Linked DNA regions of Sus scrofa: region 2 is linked to region 1. Evidence: chromatin contacts called from public Hi-C data. All regions are on one chromosome and are shown on one strand. Each heading gives the region's core, a stretch centred on a gene start, on an enhancer-like site or on the middle of the called end of the contact. The rest is flanking DNA. Distances are from core to core; before and after follow the strand shown.

Region 1 (4,290 bases), core at 1,128-3,627:
ATTTCAGGTCAGGGCTGCTCAAGGTCAACCGCATCCCAGTCCTTCCTGGAGGCCTGTGAGGGGACCCCATTCTCCCTCATGCTGCTGCCAGCCCTCCTGCCCACTCAAGGAGTAAAGGCTGGCCAAGCTCCTTGCCTGGCCACACCCCTAGAATGGCCTCAGGGCCCCAGATCAACAGCCAGCCAGCACTCGGCACATGCCAAGCATCTTCCAGAAGCCTCGGCCCTGCTGGCACCTTTCTAGTTACTTTTTTTGTATGTGTGTGTGGTAATAAGGAAAAGTCACTCTTTGCACAGAACAGACGGTATTTTCTTTGTTCCTTACAGTGTTCAAGCATTTTGTGGCTTCGGGCCTGAGAGCGAAGCCAAATCCTTTGCTTATTCAGATGCCGTGTGAAGTTAGAGGCAGCTGGGGAAACTGAGTCTGCGGCTCCCTTTCTCTAGCGGGGATGAGCAGTCCCTCTCACGCTGAGTAAGGCTGGGGCTCGAGGCTGGGGCTCCAGGATGGGCCTGCCCTGGCTACTGTCAAACCAATAAATAAATCAGGGATCCCTCAGAAAAGGCTGGGGTGGTGGAACAGAGGCGAGCAAGATCTCTTCCAAGCCCAGGATAGTCAGAGGAGCCTCCTGGAAAGGAGGCAAAGGGGCAGTGGAGCTGAGCCTGAAAGGGCAAAACAAAATATGTACCTTCAAGAAGGGCATTCCATGTGGAAGAAACAGCTTGGGTTTGCCCACCTTCTGGCCTGGAAGGAGGAAACCTCAGATCTTGGCCTGGGAATAAGTTTCTAGAAATTATACAAACTGGAATTCACCTAAAGGTAATTTGAAGGGAGCTACCAGCTCAGCTGTGCAATTCTTGTTGGGGTGGGGATGGGGGCAGACAAATATACTAGAACAAGAAAAGGAGGAGTTTCTGTTGTGGCTCAGCAGGTTAAGAACCCAACTAGTATCCATGAGGATGTGGGTTCAATCCCAGGCATTGCTCAGTGGGTTAAGGATCCCTCGTTGCCACAAGCTGCGACATAGATCACAGATGTGGCTCTGATCTGGTGTTGACTATGGTTCTGATTGGACCCCTAGCCTGGGAACTTTCATATTCCTTAGGTTCAGCCCTAAAAAGACAGGGGAAAAAAAAATGGCAAACACTTCTGAGGTTTGAGAAAGCTCACAAGTGAGTCTCCAAGCTTCAGGGAAGTGCAGGTTCTGAGGAGCCTCAGTGCTCTGTCCAAGAACTCGGTGGCACTGTGTGACTTTGGAGGGAGGAGTCTCCAGGGAAAGGGCAGATAATAGGATTGACAAGGGGGCCCCACAGGCAGGCTCGGATCAGGGGAGACTGAACTCAGTTCCAGAAGGACCCTCTCCCAGCAAGCGTATGAAGGGGTGGCTTCCCTCTGACCAGAGGTGGCAAATGCAGGCCTGTGGGCCTCCAGGCAATTTTCTCATTTGGTGGGACCTGGACAATGATGTTCCTTCCACCTCAGTCTTTGGACCCTATAACACAGCAACAATAATCCTAACCCAACCTCACTAGCATTTCTTTTTCTTTCTTTTCTTCTTCTTTTTTTTTTTTTAGGGCCACACCTGACCCACAGCACATGGAGGTTCCCAGGCTCGGGGTTGAATCAGAGCTGCAGCTGCAGGCCTTCACCACAGCCACAGCAACCTGAGATCTAGGCCCATCTGAGACTTACACCACAGCTCACAGAAACACCAGATCTTTTTACCCACTGAGCGAGGCCAGGGATGGAACCCACATCCTCCTGGGTACTAGTTGGGTTTGTTTGGGGTGAGCCACAACAGGAACTCCCCTCACTAGCATTGTTACAGTTGTTTGGGGGGATCAGGGTGGGATGGGAAAGCAGGCAGGGATTCTGAGCAGGGCATCCTGTATCAAGCCCCTTAAGTGCCTACTGTTTGCCTCTCTCTCACCTTCTTCTAGGCCCCTCTCCGCCCAAGTCTCTTTGGTTTTCTAGAAACACGCACTGAGCTCCTACCGTGTGCAGACGCCTGGACCCACAAGGCGTCAGATGTGCGCTGCCTCTGGATTCCCATCAGGTGAAGAGGGACTTGACCCCCCATCACAGGCAAAAGCAGCAGTGATGGGGAGGGTCCGGCTCACTCTTGAACAAAGGATGAGGCCACATTCTATTCTGTCCACCTAGGCCTGTCTCTGACTCCCTCCTCCATCTCTCTGTCTCTGGGTCTGGGTCTCTGTCTCCACTGCATCCCCTGTCCCCTTCTGTACCCATCTTAATATCCCGTCCACAATCCTCCCCACTTCCTCCCTGCTCCCACCCCTCCCTCTCCCCCTCGCCGCGGAGGGCCGGCAGGGGGCGCTGCGGGACGGCCTCGGCCGCCCGGGGAGGCGGGGCGGGCGGCGGCCGCGTCGGGACCGGCCGCGATGGGACCGGAGGCGGCGCGGGCGGCGGCGGCGGCGCAGACAAAGGCGCGGGCGGTGCGGCGGGCGGCGAGGAGGGCGCGGGCCCCGGAGCCAGCGAGCGAGCGGGGCGCCCGGCTTCGGGGAGTCGGCGCCGTGGGGCCGCACCCGTCTCGCGCCCGGACATTTGCGGGGCGCCGAGCCGTCAGGGTGAGCCTGGATAGCTGAGCCTGCACTGGGTGCAGGGGGTTGGGGGCGCGAAGTTCTGGGACTGGGGACAGGGCTCGGGGGTCCTCGAAGTTCCGAATACGGAGGCTGGGGGCGGATCAGGGAGCCCCGAAGTTCCAGGGCTTGAGAGGGCACAGGAACCCCGAAGTTCCGGAGTCGGGGTCGAGGAGGGCACAGTACGCCGGGTTCCCCAAATTCCGGACCTAAGGTGGAGGGGAGGCGCGAGGGGACGCCGAAATTCCAGACCTGGGGATGGAAGGGTGGCAGGGGTCCCCGAAGTTCAAGAGCCAGGGACAGCGGGGAGGATCCCCTAAGTTCTGGACCTGTAGTTGCAGGAGGTAGATAACACGTCCCCGAAGTTCTGGATCCGGAGTCAGGGGGAGGGGGGGAGGCGTAGCAGGGATCTTGGAAATACCAAGGTCCGGGATGGCACTTCCTGCATTTGGGGCGCACATGGGGCACCCCGCTTCTGACGGGTGGGGATTCGATTCTGAGCGAGTATCTCCTCAGATCCCCTGGGCTGGGGTTCCTGGGGTGGGGCTTCGCCCCCTCACGCGATTGTGGATCCAGTACACCGGGCGGGGTCAGGCCCCCCTTTGGGAGCCCCGCTGCCGGCAGCAGCGGCGTCCGAGGCGCATGACTAGTTGGTGAGTAACTTTCCCCAACGCCTAGAATCGCTGCAGGAGCATCCGGGCAGGGAGGCCCGAGTTTCTGGGACCCCCTGCGCCCGGAACCCTGGCTCAACCCGGGACCTAGCCCCAACCCTGGCCAAAGTCGCTGCCCCTCCCCCACCCAGGGGCTCCGGTTTCAGACCCTGTGACCGGGACAGCAGCTGCCCAGGACAGAGGAGGGGGGCATTCCCCCTCTGACCATGGAGGCTGCTGGGTCGGGGCCTCTCTTCCCTTAGTTTGCCTCCCCCTTCCCCCAGGTCCTCCCCTAGGACTCCCCCCCCAACCCCAGGGTGTTCAGATTAAGTGGTGAGAGGTGATGCGGACTGAGTGGTGATTGGAGGCCACCACCTTGAACCTGTTTAGCCACATCTTGTTTTTTTAACTAGGCTGAGGGCTCCCTGGGGGCTTTGACTCTGAGGTGTGCCTCTGCCCTAAGGTGGAAGCTGAGGGGTCTCTTTGTGGGTCCAGAAGGGGACTGGTTTACCAGTAGGCACCTGCCAATGCCCCACTTTTTGATGGAGGCTCTGCTTTGGGAGTGATGGATGAATGTGTCAGGAAGTACTACACAGGAGTTGGCCTTGGCCTCCTCAGCCCAACCCAGAGATTAAGAAGACTTCACTGGGGGTCTAATAACCAAGAAGATGAGAGGTTTATGCTGGTAGGAGCCACTTGGCTCCTATCAGAGGTAGTCTCCTGCCCAGGGTGTTGCAAGGGCTTCTTCTAGATGGGGAGAGTTGGGGTCTTTTTGCTGAGAACTTTGAGCTTGAAGCTCTGTGAATAGTGAACCTGGTGGTGGGTCCTGATGTTGGACATGCTTGGCCTCCCTCAGCCTGGCCTGGGGGACACTCACAGGCCCCCCTTCTCCCCGCAAAGGCCAAACCAGCAGCTCCTACCATTCTTCTGGCTGCCCCTTGGAGCCCACAGACCAGCCTGACCAATGTCCACAGCCAGGTGAGCCTCTGCCTCTACCAGCTTGACCCTTAGTCTTCTGAGATGGGGGGCATTGCCTGGCCTCC
Region 2 (4,290 bases), core at 540-3,039, 59 kb after region 1:
CAGGAAAGTCTTTCTGTTTTTCTGCGGGAGAGTCTCTGAACTAGAGTGCTCTGCAAACCAAAGGGACACAGGGAGCACCAATGAGCCTGTGCTAGTTTCTGTGTTGGGATACACAGGAGTCAGAAACAATGGTAGATCCCCCAGGAGTGTGTCAGGTGAACAGTGAGTTTTCTCTGCTTTCTGATGTCTAGATCGTGAGAACATAGTATTGGCTCAAAAAATTTAATATGTTTGTATGTAAATTAGACTGCAGCAAAGAGACTGATGGACCATGTGCAAAGACATGAAGGATTCCTTTAGGTGTTCCCATCGTGGCTCAGTGGTTAACAAATCCGACTAGGAACCTTGAGGTTGTGGGTTTGATCCCTGGCTTTGCTCAGTGGGTTAAGGATCCTGCGTTGCCATGAGCTGTGGAGTAGGTCGCAGACGTGGCTAGGATCTGGCGTTGCCGTGGCCGTGGCATATGCCGGCAGCAACAGCTCCAATTAGACACCTAGCCTGGGAACCTCCATATGTCACGGGTGCAGCCCTAGAAAAGACGAAAAGACCAAAAAAAAAAAAAAAAAAAAAAAGTTCCCGTAAGTGGGAACAGAGATAACAGACATGGTCAATGGCTGCGGTGAGATGCCGTCTCGGCACCAGCATGCTGGTCAGTTAAACTCCAAGCAAGTGTTGGCGGTAGAGGCAAGGAACAGGGGCAGGCCTGTTGGATCTGGTCCGGTGGGTCTGGGCAAAACCCCAGGGTGCAAGTCCCCTCCCAGTCAGAACCCCAGAGATCTGCCACTAACACAGGCAGGGAAGGTGGAATTAAGGAGAGAAGAAGTGCACTGGGGAGCGATCTCAATGGCACGCACATTTGGGGAAAACTGAGGTGCAGGAGAAGACACCCCTATGGACAGATGCCCATTGTTTACAAGTTATGGGTCTTTGGGATCTTAAGCTGGACACTATCGATTCGTTTTAAAACATTTCATAACATGTTTTACTGACATGGAAGCAAAATAGGGGCTGTGGCAGAGGTAGACTGAGGGCAGTGGATGAAGAATCACTGGGAAGCCTTTCCTGGTAGGGCTGGGGGAGTTGGGGGAGGAGCCTGCCCGGTGGGGTTGCAGGGGGCTCTGGCCAGTTCTGCCTCCCAGGAAGAGGAGGAGGAGAAAGTGCTGGTCTAGGTCCATGCGGTGGGGTTAAGTCAGGCAGAGTGAGGGAGGTAGCTTTTGCCCTCTAGTGGCCGCAGGTGGCGCGGGGGGAGGGGAAAGGAGGGTTTAATTGTAGGGAAAAGCGGGGACCACTTGCCCAGCAGGCAGATGGCAGGGTCTTTTGGCCTTGTGGGCTGGGCAAAGAGCTATGGCGGGCAAGGAAGGCGGGACGGGGCGCTGCGCGGGGGCATGGGGTTCCCAGGTTAACCGGGCCGGTTCTGGCTCTCAGGAAGCCGCTGAAGAACGGCCTGGTCAAGGACAAGCGCTTCTGAACCCCTCGACCCGGCCCCGCCGCCCAGGACCCAGCCATACCCAACCACGCCCCCGGGGACCAGCCATGCTGTTTCCCCAGTTGCCCCCGGACCCTGGCCCTATCAAGCTCCGCCTCCTGTCCCCTCTCCCCCGCCCTGGCCACTCCCCGGACCCCTGCCCCGTACCCTCGAGACCTCGCCCCCTGGATTAGTCCCAATTCGGCTTCAGAATCGCGGCCACGCCCCCCGGGGCCCAGACCCTGCCCAGCCCCGCGTCTCTCCTGCGACCCCTTCCCCGCCCCCAGACCGCAGGTCCGGGAGCCCAGCAGCTCCTGAACACTCGCCGGACCGCCGCCTGCAAAGAAGATGCCCTCGCCTTGCCGCCGAGCCCTTCTGCTCCTACTGGCCCTGCTGCTGCCCTCGCCATCCCTGGCCCGCGCCCCTGCTGCCCCGGGCCCTGCCGCCTCCCTGCTGCGGGCTCTCGGGTTGTCCGACGCACCCCGGGACGCCCCCACGTCCCGGCCCGTACCCCCGGTCATGTGGCGCTTATTCCGCCGCCGGGACCACCAGGAAGCCAGGGCGGGCTCAAGGAGAACACCCCCGGCGGCCGCCCTGCGGCCGTGCCACGTGGAGGAGCTGGGGGTCGCTGGAAACATCGTGCGCCACGTACCGGACCGCGGTGAGTGGGGCCTGCGCTGGGGGCGTGGGTCTGAGAGACGGAGATCCCGCTGGGTGCTCCGGGCTGCCAGGAGCTTCCAGTGGCGCGTAGAGAGGCTGGAATCTCTGAGGGTCCCCACTCGCTAGCCCGCAAGCAACCGGGATCTCTGCACTCCATCCATTCTTCCGCGTGGACACCTGTGGGGAGGGGCGGGGAGTGGTCCGAAAGCCAGCTTGCAGCTGAAGCCCTGCCCCCACTCCATCCCACCCCTTCTGCCGCTTCACACCACTAGATGCCTTCCTGCAAATGCCACCCCGCCCCAGCATCGCTTCCCCACGGGCCCCAGGCGTTCGCCCACCCTCCACCCCCAACCCTGCCTGTGTTCCCAACTGCGGGCTGGCCACCCTTGCACCGGGCAGGGCCTCTTCCTTGGAAGTGATGCCCTGCCCCCCGCTCCTTCTCTCCCCGACCCCCCGCCGCCTCACACCATTTGACGCCTTCTAACAGATGGTGTGCCCCCAGGCCCCCACCCTGCCCGTCCCCAACCCAGAGCCCCTCTCGGGGCACTGAGTAGGGACGCAGCGCCAGCCGAACCCTCTCCCTGCCTCCCCAGGCGCGGCTGCCCGGCGCCCGGAGCCCGCCTCGGCTGCCGGGCAGTGCCCGGAGTGGACCGTCGTCTTCGACCTGTCGACCGTGGAACCGGCAGAACGCCCAAGCCAGGTTCGCCTGGAGCTGCGCTTCGCGGCTGAGGAGGCGTCGGCGGGGATGGCGGGCAGCTGGGAGCTGAGCGTGGCGCGCGCGGGCTCTGGTCCGGTGCTGCTCCGCCAGGCGGTGACCGCCCTGGGAACGCCGGTGCGCGCTGAGCTGCTGGGCGCCGCCTGGGCCCGCAACGCCTCGGCGCCGCGCAGCCTCCGTCTAACACTGGCGCTGCGTCCTCGGGCCCCCACCGTTTGCGCGCGCCTGACCGAGGCCTCGCTGCTGCTGGTGACCCTCGACCCGCGCCTGTGCCACCCTCTGGCCCGGCCGCGGCGCGAGGCCGAGCCCGCAGTGGGCGGTGGCTCGGGGGGCGCGTGTCGCACGCGGCGGCTCTATGTGAGCTTCCGCGAGGTGGGCTGGCACCGCTGGGTCATCGCGCCTCGCGGCTTCCTAGCCAACTACTGCCAGGGAAAGTGCGCGCTGCCCGCCGCGCTGTCGGAACCGGGTGGGACGCCCGCGCTCAACCACGCGGTGCTGCGCGCGCTCATGCACTCGGCCGCCCCCGGCGCCGCCGGCCTGCCCTGCTGCGTACCCGCGCGTCTATCGCCTATCTCTGTGCTCTTCTTTGATAACAATGACAACGTGGTACTACGGCACTACGAGGACATGGTGGTGGATGAGTGCGGCTGCCGCTGATGGGGGCAGGTGGGCGGTGGCAACAATAAACACTACGTGGTCCGCTCTACTGTCTTCTTGAGCCGTGCCAGGGTGGTTGGGGGTGGGGAGGGAAGCGGCCGAGAGCATCACCATGATCCACCAGGGTGGTGGTAGTGGGGTAGTCTACAGCGACGCCACCGGCCCATCCCTCCCAAGCCTTCCAGAACCCCCATCTCCCGGCGGCCCATGGCATGCGCCTGAGCTCTGGGAATTGCCTGAGCAGTCTCCGCTGTGCATATTTGGCCTGTCTCAGCCTTCCCATCTAGGTGGTTCCAGGTCCTGCGACGCCAACCAGCCAGACCCCCAGACCAAGTCCTATGCCACCCCCCCCCCGTAGTTACCCAGCCCGGGGGTGAATGCAAGAGCTATTTTATTAAGATTTTTATTGGTGACAAAAGAGCTTAAAACAAATTGACCAAAAAATCAAAAGTTAACGTTGCCTTGGTACAGATGCGCCTCAATTTAGGAAACTCATAGTAACTGCTGCTAAGGTGGAGAAAAAAACGCAAACAGCACAAAGCGGAGGCAAAGCATTCCAAGGAACAGAACAGGGTGGGTGGGTGTGTCACCCATGGGGAGTTCACACATGGGGTCAGAGCAGAAACCTATCCAAACTCTATGCAGCTACCAAAAGAAGTGGGAACCGAAAGCCCTACAGCAATGGTAATAAATAAGAGGCCTTGCCAGAAGGAAGGTGGCCTGTACGTCCCCATCTCTCCCGTGTACCAGCTGGAATCTGGAGGCTCTGGGATAAGGCCAGTGTCAGGCACAC

What was found. Hi-C and Micro-C count contacts between places; a contact is called where the count stands out from the background.
Region 2: a contact with region 1 is called in a Hi-C map of subcutaneous adipose tissue, with 1.8 times the contacts expected there. The contact joins the promoter of GDF1 here to the promoter of HOMER3 in region 1. A contact is called at or near these places in 9 of 47 Hi-C or Micro-C datasets (alveolar macrophages, blood, embryonic fibroblasts and 4 more).

Annotation. Positions count from the first base shown.
Region 1 is chr2:58,911,572-58,915,861 of Sscrofa11.1, forward strand. It overlaps HOMER3 (homer protein homolog 3), which reads left to right and starts at 2,378. Exons shown (of 10, transcript XM_021083465.1): 1 at 2,378-2,585; 2 at 4,148-4,225. The coding sequence starts at 4,212.
Region 2 is chr2:58,971,129-58,975,418 of Sscrofa11.1, forward strand. GDF1 (embryonic growth/differentiation factor 1) reads left to right here and starts at 1,790. Exons shown (of 2, transcript XM_013991296.2): 1 at 1,790-2,126; 2 at 2,719-4,290. The coding sequence starts at 1,814. The coding sequence ends at 3,497. CERS1 (ceramide synthase 1) reads left to right here. Exons shown (of 7, transcript XM_021083472.1): 7 at 1,426-1,564. The coding sequence ends at 1,468. It overlaps UPF1 (regulator of nonsense transcripts 1), which reads right to left. Exons shown (of 24, transcript XM_021083471.1): 24 at 3,885-4,290.